Linked DNA regions of Mus musculus: region 2 is linked to region 1. The links are chromatin contacts, called in public HiChIP or PLAC-seq maps. All regions are on one chromosome and are shown on one strand. Each heading gives the region's core, a stretch centred on a gene start, on an enhancer-like site or on the middle of the called end of the contact. The rest is flanking DNA. Distances are from core to core; before and after follow the strand shown.

The links. HiChIP or PLAC-seq counts read pairs in DNA pulled down with a chosen protein or histone mark.
Region 2: a CTCF HiChIP or PLAC-seq map of the NIH/3T3 cell line shows a contact between it and region 1, with 8 read pairs. The contact joins two enhancer-like sites.

The regions. Positions count from the first base shown.
Region 1 is chr15:90,429,843-90,433,067 of GRCm38.p6, reverse strand. No RefSeq gene overlaps it. Among named protein-coding and RNA genes, the nearest start is that of Gm36480, 78 kb to the right of the region's middle. Within about 2 kb of position 1,832, at least 29 of the 459 cell types and tissues checked have an H3K27ac peak or open chromatin away from gene starts, as enhancers often do. A contact at or near this core is called in the NIH/3T3 cell line, where this site is marked.
Region 2 is chr15:90,716,600-90,719,866 of GRCm38.p6, reverse strand. No RefSeq gene overlaps it. Among named protein-coding and RNA genes, the nearest start is that of Cpne8, 39 kb to the right of the region's middle. Within about 2 kb of position 1,931, at least 17 of the 459 cell types and tissues checked have an H3K27ac peak or open chromatin away from gene starts, as enhancers often do. A contact at or near this core is called in the NIH/3T3 cell line, where this site is marked.

The DNA of each region.
Region 1 (3,225 bases), core at 583-3,082:
ATCCATGGACAGAATAAACCAAAATCAGGTATGTTAAAAAAAAAGTCATAATGAAGCATGTTATGTTGCTAATTAAAGTAAAGAAAATAGTTATTTAATTTGGTAGGCACTAGTATGCTCTGATTTGTGTTCACATAAAACCTACTGTGAGGTAGAATTCTCTGCTCAACTGCTCAACTCCAAACTTCAAATATGAGTAAAAATGTCCCCAGGGCTGTACCCACACCTCAAGTTCTTTTTGTCAGACAATAACAAAGGTCAAACCATAAAAATTAATTAGGCAGTGGTGAGTAATTAATTCCTTATTAGTTTAATTCAACGGGCATAGAATTACACATTTTACGACAGTTTCTTTTCATCACTCTAAGACAGCTTGTGGAAAAAACAAAGGTGGCCTAACACATGACAATATAGGCATTTAGACTATGTGTGGTTCTGGGGAGCTCTGTGATAAGAAGCAAGAAATTCTGGGCATGTCTAATATTCAGCTTGTGATCCACCAGCACCCCTATCCAACTCTGAATGTCACCCAACTCAACACTCATAAAATTACTTAAAACATCATTGGTTCTTTCTCCTTTTCTCTGTCTGCATTTTTTGTAACTGGACAACCTGTTTCTTTGGAATGAGCTTTGTAGATGAGATCATGTCTGCAAGGTCGAGATTGGGCCTGCCTTGGAAGTTGTGGGTTCATCTCTGCACTGAGAAGATGAGCACTGACTCACCATGAACTTTTCAACTTCTTGTATTTGTGTGGAATGAGGCTTTTAAAACAGTCTCAGTGGGAGTCGCAATTCAAATAATAGACACACATAGACTGATATATTAGTCAGAAATGGGTAAAGGAATGTGGGTAGCAAGCCAGACATTTTTTTACTTTCCACAAAAAGCTCATGGAATAATGAAGAAATCAGAGCTGGACACCAGAATTCTGAAACATCCTTTGTATCAGGGCTTTTTATTAGGGAAGACAAAACTACCAGTTAAACTTCAAAGAAAGAAATAAAAAGGAAATTTTCTGTATTAGAACTAGTAGTTATTTATATTCTAATGCTGTTTTGTGGAAAAGAAGTTCCCAGATAGATTCTATATTCTCTACAAAATATCCAGAGAAAAGTTACCTAATTTTCTATCAAAAGCGTCATCAAAGTCTTCATGTTAGAGATTGGCAGGTTTCCCCACCTAACACCTGTGAAGCAAAAGCAGAGGGAGATATGAAATGGGATCATGTCTACAAACACAGAATTACTATCATGTCAATTTCCATATCAAAACTGTTAAGGAACCCTAAAGATGAAAAGCAGTTAAAGAATATGAAATTTAGTCAAAATTGAAACTCAAGCCACTAAATGAACTCTTAGAAGCACTAGTATAAGTTGACTTTTCCTACCAATATGAGGATTATCATATGTTTGTTTTTAAAATTGTATTCTTCATTTCATTTATACTTTTAGGATAATATATTTGATAAAATTATTTCCCTTTTCCTAGTGTTAGAGTTCATCAAAAGAGACCCTCACTCACAAAGACCACAGATACTGCCATCACTGCAAACCACAAGAGGATTTTTTTTTTTATTGATCCAACATGTTGGGGACCCCCCTCTCAGCATGCATGACAGAGGAGAGACCCAGAACAAAGAAAGAACACAGTTTTTATACCTTGTAAGGGGAAGATTTAGGCAACAGGGTTCTCATTGGTGTAGCAAGTAACCCTTTCAGGCGTTTGTTGGTTTGCATAGTGACTAAGTAACCCTTTGGCCTAGTGACTCACTTTGCCTGCTCCCATGGTAGGTTATTATGATTTGGTCAGATTTTTAGCTATTAACATCACAGGGAATTCTAGCAATGTCAGGACGGTTTGTGGTCTTTCTTAGAATTAACTGTGGAGCGGAGGGCAGGGGAATTTCTCTGGGAACTGCTATCTTGTTATGGTTATTTTTCTGAGAACAGCTCATTTTGTTTTGGCAGCTGTAGACTCAGTCATTTGGACCACTATGTTTCTGAAAGTTCCTTCAGAGGGGAAGGGGCTAAGTGGTCTTGAGCTTATTTTGGATATTACACTAGTTCCCCCCAGATCTCCCCTACTTCCCTATCCAACCAACTTTATTTTTCTCCTCCCCCAAAACTCCAACTCCCAAAATAAAAATCAAAGTAAACTTAAAAACAAAATAATAACCCTCAAGGTAGAACCTATTTCTGCCATTTTACATAGGCGACAACTAAGACTCTAAGAGATGCATGCATTGCCTGCTCTCCTGGAGCTGAGTGGGGAGTAAAGCTATTATTCAAATTCAGATCTCTTGAGAAATAAAAATGAGGGGAAAGTGGAAATAAAAGCAAAATGGACAAAACCAAAATGATGTAAAAACCTATGAACAACTCAACATAGGTCAAGGAGATTGATTTGAGTAAACAAGGAATATGGTTAAGTATCTGCTGGGATTTCCAAGATCTCATGACCCTGAAGGAGGTTTTGGATAGACACACATGACTAACAGCAAAGTTTACTAAGAAAGCAAAGCATTTTGAAGGGTGGACAAGGACTGGACATAGAGAATGATCAAAGGTTCAAAGACAATGGCTTACAAAGGATTAGGGATTTGCATCCCAGGGTCACAGGAATCTTATGCATAGGATATGTTACTTTTGTATTTTTTAATTTGTGTGTGTGTGTGTGTTTGTCTGTTTCCTGCATATGCTTTATTCTCTGTCAGACTCACTGGGGAGTTTTTTCTCTTTAAACTCTGAGTTATTTTTGGTTTTTGTTTTGTTTTTCCATTTGCTTATTTTCCCTCACTTTCTTCCCTACCTCCTATATAGAATGTACTACTTTAAAAACTACCTCTAGGAAAATAAGTTTATATGAGGGAATCACATATTTAAAATTGTCTTCTATGCATTTAGAATAAATTTCTTGGGCAAAAGACAGGATTGGTTAAGAGGAATAAGTTCAACTTAACTAATTATGCTACAATGACTCTAGTTAATAACAATATATTTAACAATTGCAGAAGGTATGTTTTAAATGTTTAACCAACATTCACACAAAGTACTGTAATTATTTTTATTTGGCATTCAATAATCTACACATATCATATGCATCAAAATTATATTATACTCCATGAATATATATAATTTTTGTTAATTAAATTAAAAAAAACAAAGCAAAACAAAGACCCTTTGGTTAGTTTCTATAAAGTCTGACACAGCCACCTTACAGAGG
Region 2 (3,267 bases), core at 682-3,181, 290 kb before region 1:
CTATACATACCTTTGTCTCCTACTCATTCTGCATTTCTTCTACCTGCAGTAAGCACTTCACCAGGTCTTGGCTCTTTTCTTGGCCAGTTGAGCCATGCTTTCATGCCTGGGCTATTTGTCATCCTGCCTGTATTGGGTTGTTTAGTTTCTCATTGCCGATAATCACTGGGCCTGGTAACACCAGGAGGCATAGGATCTCCTGCACTCCAGACAGACTTCTTCTGTATGGAGACACAGTTGAATCTGTCCCTTATGGGCTGGATCAATCACATCTTCTAACACTGCCACTCTCTCTATGCCAGTCGACTCAAAAGTTATCAGGAGCCAGAGGGGGGAAAAAGGCCAGAAGGGGAGTGTTGACTTGTAGTTTTGTAGGATGTTAATTTTCCTGTCAGAAGCATTCCTCTCTTTGGAGCCAAAACTTATAGGACCACAGAACACAATATCATGGGAACAGAAAGCAAAAATTTAACTTCTAGGCCTGCAGGGCACAAGATCATTGGAACAGGAAGCAATTCTTCCCTAGTGGGTTACTAAGCATGATGCTGAGTGGACCCATTCCCATTCCCACCTCTTAATTCTTAGACAATGCATCAGGGACATTTTGCCTTCAAACTCCATTTTACCTAAGATGACCAAACGCCTACTTTAAGCAACAATAGTTCCCCAAAACATAATGGCTATTCCTAACAACAGGAAGAACAAATGAATTTGACTGGTCGGGCAAATCTCTTACATTCAGTATCTAATCTCTGAGTTCTGATTGATAAAAATCATAACAGAAACTCGGCTTAGGTGCTTGCAGGTTTTGTGGTTATTAACCATGCTTCAGCCCCTGGAGGCTGCCAGAAGAAAGCAGGCTCTGAGTCATTGTCTACCAGCCCTGATGGATCAGTGACTCCACTTATGTGGTGGAAATAACAAAAGATTTTGCTGTTTCATGAGCCTACTGGTGTATTCTCTCTCCTTCCTCACAGCATACAATAGTATAACACTCCCAAGTCTGACCATCCAGACAAACTATTGACTACAGCCTATAAATCAGGATAAACTGAACATCTGTCCATTTTTTCCTCTAAGAAAAACATGCAACCATGTTTAAGTTCTACCCACTCTGAAGATTTTCCTTCATTAGTGTCCTTCATGGCTGTTCCAGAAAGGGACCAATGCAGGTGTTAACTTATGAATGATGCCTACATAACTCACAGAACCATCTGTAAACCAGTCCTTACCCTTCTCTTTCTCAGTGACTCAATCATAGGGCACACCGCAGAAGGCCTTATTTGGATTTGGCACCAGGGGGATAGAAGACGTTGTAGCAAGAATAGGATTCATAAACATTGGGGCAACGTCTTTGTGTAACTGGCTTGTGTCTTCGGGACCTTTTGTGGCTTGGTCACTTTAGATACCACTTCTATTTGATAATGGAATGCTGCTATGTCCAACTGTATGACTTGATGGTCCAGATGCATCCAGCTCACGATGGGCACTTCAAGTCACATATTAGCCTGACATCCCATTGTTAAGTGCTTAACTTCCACTAAGTACAATAGCAGGCCAGAAGCTGTTCATCAAAATATTATTGCTTGCAGGTGATGCCAGGTCTTAGTTCTAAATCCCAAGGGCCTAATTGACAGAGCAACCTGTATTCTGACTTGTTTTCTGAGTCATTTGCTATATAGGCTAAAGAAAATCATGCAACTAAGAAGTTTTCTGCCTCCAGACTCCAAACAGGCACATGTTTTGTACATTTTTTTTTCTTGGTAATAGGAAGCCAAGAAAGCTCTGAATGAATAATGTAAATAGTTGATAAAAATCTGAATGAATACGTAAATAGTTGATAAAGTCCTGAGCGAATGTGTAGTGTTTGACATGGGCACAGCCATGCCAAGAATCTGTGACTCAGACCCATAGCAACTCGTAAAGCCGTTTGTGATGCTTTGAATATGCTTGGCTGAGGGAGAGACACTATTTGGAGGTGTGGCCTTGTTAGAGTAAATGTGACCTTGTTGAAGTAGGTGTGTCACTGTGGGTGTGGACTTTAGTACCCTAGTCCTAGCTGTCTGGAAGTCAGTCTTCCACTGGTAGCCAGATGCAGATGTAGAACTCTCAGCTCTGCCTGCACCATGCCTGCCTGGATGCTGCCATGCTCCCACCTTGAAGATAATGGACTGAACCTCTGAACCTGTAAGGCAGCGCCAATTAAATGTTGTCCTTTATAAGAGTTGCCTTAGTCATGGTGCCTGTTCACAGCAGTGGAAACCCTAACTAAGGTACCTTTTCTATACGGTTCAGGCTTGGAAGTGGCAAAACCCTTCATCTTCTGAGGTGTGAATGTTAACGGTGTGGACAAGTATGAGTGTTTATGAAGGACTGACCAGTGTGCAGAAGCTAGCAACTATGTCTTCCTTCCCTGAGATGTTTATAGGCTGAAACTGCTGAGGTCTCAGATTGTTATATAGTTTGTAAAACACACAATACCACCACCAGCACCACCACCTGACCCAGATTTTTGTATTTGTGTCTGTCTGTTTGTCTGTCTGTCTGTTCTTCCTTCACTTCCTCACCACTTGCGATCAGCTTAAGACCTAGTTGTGCTAGACATGGCAGGAGAGGTCAAGTGTAAGAACCTACCTTTCTCCTCAGCAGGACGATCTTCCATGCCTCACCCTACTTAGACTCCCGGAGATTTCAGTGAGGTAGGAGGTCCTTGGCAATTCAGTTGGCTTTGTTTCCTATCCTCTAACGTGCACAGGCTTTATCACCAAGTCCAACATGGTTGCTACCTCCTGCTTCTTTGGCCCAGTCAGCAAAATGTCATCAGCATGGTTGCCCTGTGTGATAGCTTGCGGACGAGGCAAAGATCAAGACCTAGAATAGTCCCAGTAAGTTATGTGGCCCAGGGCAGGGGAATTTAGATACTGTAAAGCTATCCTGCTGACCTTGCCGACTGAAAGCGTAGACATTTCTTCTGGTGGTTTTCATGCACAGGTATAGAGCGAGACATCTGGCAGATCAGTATCTGAATACCAGGTACCAGGAGACGTGTTAATCTGCTTCAGTAAGGAAACCACATCTGTCACACAGCTGCAACTGGAGGCACTGCTTTTTAAAGCTTGTGATAGTCAACTGTCATTCTTCCCCATGGCCCAAACAGGAATGTTAAAAAAGACACGTGTTGGGATCCACCACCCCTATATTTAAGTCTCTAATTCCATAATGGAGTCACTGGGTGTCAAAAAGAAGCCATGTCTACTCAAAGGAATA